Linked DNA regions of Capsicum annuum: region 1 is linked to region 2. A link is a contact called in public Hi-C data. All regions are on one chromosome and are shown on one strand. Each heading gives the region's core, a stretch centred on a gene start, on an enhancer-like site or on the middle of the called end of the contact. The rest is flanking DNA. Distances are from core to core; before and after follow the strand shown. Region 1 has its middle 57 kb from the start of LOC124896695. Region 2 holds the start of LOC107863651 (protein PHOTOPERIOD-INDEPENDENT EARLY FLOWERING 1).

Region 1 (3,631 bases), core at 511-3,010, 66 kb after region 2:
ATATATAGGAGTAAAATAATAACTTAGCGTATCTTTATTGGGTTATCGGTTTAACCGATAACCCAATAAGCTAAAACCAAAACCGAATCGTTTACCCAATAAATTTTTTTAGAAAACCAATAAAAAATTGTTAACTCAATAACCTAATACCAATAATCCAATAGTATTTTTATCGGTTTAATTTATCAGTCGGTTCGATTTTTGCACACCCCTAGTGGTGGTTGGGGAGTTTTCATTTTTTTAAAAAAAATTGAGGGGGGGGGGGGGGGGGGTGCGGGAGGTGGGGGGGGGGGGGGGGGGGGGGGGGGGGGGGGGGGGGGGGGGGGGGTGCAGAGATGGAGGCAGGGTGGGAGTAGATTTTTTTCCCTTTTACATTTCATTGAAAAATAATCTGATCGTTAAATTTTTTGTAAAGATAATATGATTTAATGTGCTCAATTGAGACATTTCAATATAAAACGATTAAAACTAATTTTTAATATTATCTGTGCGTTACATGGGTACGTATACTAGTTAATATATATATGCATAATATATGAAGGTGTCCTTTATCTTTAACTAAGGAAATTAATCGCGCTCTGTGTGGTGTTTACAAATTTATTATTTGACGTAAAAAAATAATTATTTTCTCTGATCAATTTTACATATATTTTAGATTTATTATGTAGCCGTAAAATTATAACTTATTATAATTATATTATGAAGAATGTTTTCATAAAATATAAGAAAATAAAATTTAATAATTTAACATTTATTAATGACGGATAGCATATTCCTTATCAATAAATTAAAAAAATTATCTAATAACAATTTTATTTCATTTCTATTGCACATTCAATGAAGTTGAGATTTTAATTTGAAATAATGAACTTTTTATCCTTTCCTGTCTAGAAATATTTCACAATGTGAAATAATGATAAATTACTACACAAATACAACATCAACTGAAACTTAAATTAAAAGAAAATTGAATAATGATATAATAATATCTTGATAAAATTTTTTGTCATTCTAAAATGAGGTTTTATCCTTTTTAATTTATTTATATATTCCTATTTAATAGAATCGTCATTTATTATATTTCGCTTTATCTCAGGTCATATCGTAAGAGTTTAAAAGAAGCATTAAATTCAGTACAAAAATTTTTACTAAAAAATAAGAAAAAAATAAGCTACTACTTAAAAGAAGGAAAATGAAAATCAGCAAAGAGATATTTTCATATAAAAAGAATTGAAATATAATGATAATGATTAAAAGAGAGTTTTGATGAATTTCCTACCTTCTTAAGAAATGTTTTATTATTTTCACCCCAATTAAGTAAGAATATGTTTTTCTTATTCTAATATGCATTTGCATTATTTTTCACTTGCAACCACATAAAATTTATAATGAGAAAACGAATTATCTTACCACTTAAATGCATTGATAAGCACACATAAAAAGAATTTTCTTTCAAAAAAGTAAATTAGTTATCAAAAAATAAGACAAAGCACTTACTGAAATATGCAATATACATACATGTCTAGTTATATTGAAAATTTTTTATTATATAATATAGTTTTATTCAAAATATTTTTTTATAAATTATGTCATATTCAAAAAAATTATATTTATTTTATTACAAATTTATGCAAGTATACAAGGAATTAAATAAAAATGATATAATGGTGGCAATATTGCCACATGGGAGGATAAGATTGCCACATGGGAGGATGAGATTGTGGCAGCTAATGTATTTAAACTAGGTGGCATCATTTCCTTGCCAAGTGCGAAACTCCTATTTTTAAATTGTAAGTAATAAATAGAATTAATCATTGATCAACTCATCACTTTCCTGTACAGCTTTCCTTTATAATCCTATTAGTAGATGCCGAAGGCCGTGCTGTTATGTTTTAATTTTAATTTATGTGACACAAATATAATTTAGATAATTAATTATAATTTTGATATATTTTAAGTATTTTAAGTTGTTGATTGTTGTAATTTATAATATGTATTTATATAATTTTTAAATAATATATATTATACTCTTTGTTCAAATTTTGTATTATTGATAGTTAATTATATTTTAACTATTTCAATTTAAGTGACATTAATATAATTTCGAGAGTCAATCAAATATTTTATATTTTTTATTTTTTATTAAGTTGTTAATTATTGTAATCATTAGTAATTTTTATGTATTTTTTTGAAATATATAACAGATTATTTTTTTAGATATTGTAAGCTGTTAAAATATTATAGTTTGTAATATTTTTTTTGTAATTTTCAAATAATATATGTTACTCTTTTTATCCAAACTTTGAGGCATTAATAATCAATTATATTATAAAAAAAATTTAAGTTTTTAATTACTGTGATTTATAATACTTTTTTTTCTATTTTAATTTAACTGATATTGATATAATTTTGAGAGTCAGCCAAATATTTTATACCTTCTAAATTTTTTAAGTTATTAATTATTGTGATTTACAGGAATGTTTGAAATACATAACAAATCAAAAGAAATAAGACAATTAAATTAAAGTGGATGGAAAAATGAAGGCAAGGGAAAGGACAAATGAAGTTGTGCCAAAACAGACAGATTGATCTTTAAATTTTTTCAAGCTGTTAATTATTGTGATTTATATTATTATTTTATGTATTTTTTGAAATATATAAAAAAATATCTTTTAGATATTTTAATTGTTAACTATTATAATATGTAATATTTTTTATGTAATTTTTAAATAATATATATTACTCTTCTTGTTCAAAATTTTGTTGCTTTCATAGTCAATTATACTTTTTAAATAGTTTAATTATTTAATTATTATGACACAATAGTTAGATGACCATAATAATTAATCAGTGATATCGTAAAATCACGGTTGAAGCAGCGAAACAGAGGTATCTTAAGTGACTTACAATAACTAATTAGAAGTGATATAGTGAAATTACTATAAAAAAATAATTGTGAAAAAAATATAAGTGAGCCTCTTATAAGACTTCAAGTTAATTTATGATTAAATATTATTAATTTTTTAATACTTAGATGACTTATGATAATTAATTAAGGACAATATAGTAAAATTACGGTTGAAACAGTTGAAGCGAACTTGTAATAAATATCTATTTTATTTTTTTACTAAAATATTATTAGTTTTTAATATATAAATAACATATAATAAGTAATTAGAGATAATATAGTAAAATTACGAAACAAACGACTAGATTGTCGACAAGGAGGACAAGCCGAAGCTGCTCAAACCCCCTCTTATATATTAGTAGAAATAGAAAAGAGATATAGCACCTTGACATTGACTTTTAACTTTAGGGATGTTCTTATTAAATTAAGGGGTAACTACATATCTTGGCAAACATAGACTCCTAATTACTCTATTTAGCCTAAATTTAAATTAATTATAATTCATAACCCCCTTTTGCCTAGTATTTATTCTTAATTACAATTTATGATCTCTCATGTATTTTCTCTGTATTTCTATTTTCTATTATTCTCTTTTTTGTTCCTTTGTTATTTTTTTTCTTCCTTTTTTGTATTTTTTTCTCTATTTTCTATTACTCTCCTTCTTTTTTTTTTTTGTATTTTTTCTCTTGTTTTTTCCTTTTCATTTTTCTCCTTTTTATTTGT
Region 2 (4,185 bases), core at 879-3,378:
GCTATAGAACTACGCATATTCACTCATGGACCTTGTGAAGAACCAGTATTTTTTATCGGTTAACATATCAAAAATAGGAGAATGTGTTTAAAAATTAAATTTACTTATTTCTTGGTAAAATTTGTATTTAGTGAAGAACCAGTATTTTTCACTGGTTAAAATCTAAAAAATAGGAAGGTCGGTTTAAATATTAAACTTACTTTTTTCTTGGTAAAAATTGTACCCAATGCAAAGAAAAAATAAATGTCTAACTGCCAAAACAACAAAAAGCAAATAAGATAGCAATTAGTGTGATGATAATAAAAATCCAATGGCCATTATGCCATTTCAGTTCATAAATGATAAGCAAATTACAGCCACATGCACTTAAAATAAACACAAAACAAAGAACAGCCTCTAGTTTGCAATTAGAAAGGAGACCTCAAATGACAAATTATGCGAGATGCTTTGACCACCCAAAGGTAAATATAAAATGGGCACTCCTCCAAAACCTACGCCTAAGGGATTGCAAATTTGTACCTTATCAAAACAAAACAACCAAAGAAAAAGTACAGGGTCTACAAGCCTTTAAAAAAGGTTCAGAGGAACTTTCCAACTTGACTTAGAAATATGTGTTCATTGTTCCTAGGTTGTATTATTAGGCATGTGCCTATTAAGGAGAGGAATTTCTGGTTTATGTCAACAACAAAGATGGTTACTGGTCCGTAATATCATAGATTTTTACTGGTTAAAAGATTTGTTCCATTAAGCTGAATGTCCACTAGTTAGGCGCATATCACGGGTTTATACCCTGTTCGGTTATAGACAAAAGACTGATATTTGAGTGGAGAAGGGTAGAGGGGCGGGGAAGGAGAGCCTTGGAGTAACTGATAAAGTTGTTGCCATGTGACCAAGAAATCACTGGTTCAAGCCTTGGAAACAGCCTCTGGCAGAAATGCAAGGTAAATCTGCTTACAATACACCCTTGTGGTGAGGCCCTTCCCCGAACACCGCGCATGGCGGTAGCTTTAGTGCACCAGGCTGCCCTTTTTTAAGGGTAGAGGGGCGGGCGCATTATCCAATTTTTAAGAAGATTAGACCTTTGTCCTACATGCTGCCTCGGTGTAAAAGAACAAAAGCCTTCTTCATAATGAGGAGGGGATGACATCCTCATCTCAAACCTCATCCATTATTCCTTTTCTTGAATGGGGTGAATCTTCGTCATCTTGAGATCAATGCAATTTACATAACGACCCAATACTCTAATTTCTCCTACAGGGTGTGGGAGCTTTCTTATGGTACTCCAGGATCATACATGCACAAAAGAAATCCTAATTCCTGGGAAGATTCAATGCAGGGAAACCCTATCTCAGGATGGTGCAAGATGCTATGTAGTCCACTGTGTTCAAAAGCGGCATTTAAAAAAGGAGAGGCACTAACTCTAAGGGGAAGACCTAGTGGTTAAAGAGTTGGGATGGCAACTTGAAAATCAAGTTTTGAGATTACACTAGGTTAATTCCTCTAATGTGCTTATGCACTGAAGACTAGCGCGTACATGTGGTAGCACGCAAGAAATGGATTAGTAGAGGTGCGATCAAGCTTCCAAGACACCATCATTGTCAGAAAAAACAAAAAACGAGGGCCAGAAACTTGTGACAGCTAATAGTTTACTCTCCATGACCTTTAGCCACTACCCTTTTTCACAACACAGATCAAGTATTTCACAAAAAAAAAGTACTACCTTTCTTGAAACTGAAAGCAGAAAGATCTTTCACTTTCTTCTTTGACCTCCCATACAAAAAAGGAGTTCGAATGCAAGATAAAAGCTCCCAAACAAAAAAGAGGATAGTCGCAGAAAAGGAAAAAAAATCGAATCCAACATACACATGCAAAGTGTAAATTTTTAAAAAGTAAAAAAAAAAGAGTTCTCAGCGGACGGGAAGCAAAGGGCTATGGGAGAAGAGGTAACGAAGTTTCGCCACTAACCTTTGTAGAAAAGAGTAGCAAATATCCGGATAAAAGGCTGAGCGAAGAGCGCCGGCGGAAAACAACCTCGGTGGCAATGGCAGCGGCGGAGCGAGAAAATTTCGCGACGAAGCTTTGATTAAAGGGAAAGTTCGGAATTGTGCTGAAACCAGATTTACCCCTTTTGCCTATTTATATGTTGGACACAAGTGTCATTTGAATAAGTTTATAGCTGGACTCCCCCACTCCCTTGCCCAAACCCCAAAGTAACGAGACTGTTCTGTATATTGTATTGTACTATGTATTATTGTTATGTTATTTCTATCTAACTATCTACTAGATGTTCACCGGCATGTGTCAACGTATATTATTTTTTTATCTTAATTTATATGATATAAATAAAATTTAGATAATTAATTATATTTTTAATAAATTTTTATATAATTAAGTTGTTAATTATTATAATTTATAATATTTTTTTGATATTACAATTTATTATTTTAAGTTGTTAACTATTGAAATTTATAATACTCTAATTGTCAAAAAATTTGTGGCATTAATAGTCAATTATAGTTTTAAAATAGTTTAAGTTTTTAATTATTTTGACTTATAATACTTTTTCTTCTATTCTAATTTAAGTAACACTGAGATAATTTTGAAAGTCAATCATATACCACGATTGAAGTAGTGAAGCAGACATGTCTTATATGAATCATAATAATTAATTAGAAGTGATATAGCAAAGTTGCTACAAAAAATACTTGTAAAAAAATTTAAGTGAGTCTCATATAAGATGTCAAGTTAATTTAAAACAACAAGAGTTAATTTGTGTCTATTTTTCTTTTTTATTCAATATTATCAAATTTTTAATACATGGATGAGTTATAATAATTAATTAGGTGTGATATAATAAAATTACGATTGAATCAGCTGAAACAGACATGTCATAAATGACTAATTTACTTTTTCTATTAAACATGATTAATTTTTTAATACGTAAGATCCAACCAAATATCACAATGTGGTGAATCAGACATGTATTAAATAAGTCATAATAACTAATTAGAAGTGATACAACAAAATTGCTATAAAAAATATTTGTGAAAAAACTTAAGTGGGCCTCATCTAAGATGTCAAGTAATTTAAAACATCAAGAGTTAATTTATTATTTTATTTTTTAATTAAATATTATTAATTTTTTAATACCTAGATGACTTATAATAATTAACTAGGGGTGATATATTAAAATTACGATTGAAACAGCTAAAGTAGATATGTCATAATTGTCTATTTTACCTTTCAAATATTATTATTTTTTAAATATGTGAATAACATATAATAATTATTTAAGGGTAATACAGTAAAATCATCGAAGAAGCAGGCACGTCGACGAAGAGGTGCCTGTTTCTTCGCGTTTCTAAATAGTAGTAATATATACTAGTTTAGGTGCATGTGTCTCGCGCGTGTACCTCGCTTTATTGAGTTCAAACGTTATACTAAATAGGATATTTATTTAAATAATAAAGATGAATACAATAATTAAATTCAACATCTTTTGGAGAATTTATTTAATTAAACATAGTAGCCGTTTGGCCATAAAAACTAAAAAATTTCGGAGTTGGAATCGTGTTTGGCATGTCTTTTTTGAATATTTTTTTTTTTACTTTTGAAAAAACTTTTTAAAATATGATTTTATGCCCCCACTTTTACAAACTATTAAAATCACCCAACTAAAATTTACCTACTAACAGAAAAATAACACAATTAATCACTTTTATAAAAATAATTACATATACATGGTCATATTTAATGAATCTCAATTATGACATATGTAATATTTACATTAATAGCCGTTTTCTCATATTTGAAAATTTTAAATATGGATGTTATATTAACAGATCATTGTTTCCTATTTTTTAGATAACAAATATTATCTTTCAAATAAATTTATTTTTTTAGGAATTTATTTAATTTATTTCCTTTATTTTCGTTCCTAAAAAATAGGAAATAGTGAGTTGTTATTAAATTATAGGGTGCCGCTAATTTATTTCTTTAATTTTCTTATACATGAAAGATTTTACTGTGTGTGAATAAATTATTAGAACCGGATCGCTTCACTGTCGCACTAGGTACCTTTACTATATGTTAGTTAACCTTAGTCATGAGTCAATCTTAAACCAAGTCCCAATTACGGCCCTTCATGCCACCTGGCTAATCGGCCTTTACAGGGACATCCGACAT

Evidence for each region. Hi-C and Micro-C count contacts between places; a contact is called where the count stands out from the background.
Region 1: a Hi-C map of leaf shows a contact between it and region 2, with 1.9 times the contacts expected there. The contact joins the enhancer-like site here to the promoter of LOC107863651 in region 2. A contact is called at or near these places in 2 of 5 Hi-C or Micro-C datasets (leaf and placenta).

The regions. Positions count from the first base shown.
Region 1 is chr3:97,750,696-97,754,326 of UCD10Xv1.1, forward strand. No RefSeq gene overlaps it. Among protein-coding and RNA genes, the nearest start is that of LOC124896695, 57 kb to the left of the region's middle. Within about 2 kb of position 1,761, at least 2 of the 5 cell types and tissues checked have an H3K27ac peak or open chromatin away from gene starts, as enhancers often do. A contact at or near this core is called in leaf, where this site is marked.
Region 2 is chr3:97,683,852-97,688,036 of UCD10Xv1.1, forward strand. It overlaps LOC107863651 (protein PHOTOPERIOD-INDEPENDENT EARLY FLOWERING 1), which reads right to left and starts at 2,129. Exons shown (of 21, transcript XM_047408192.1): 1 at 1,966-2,129.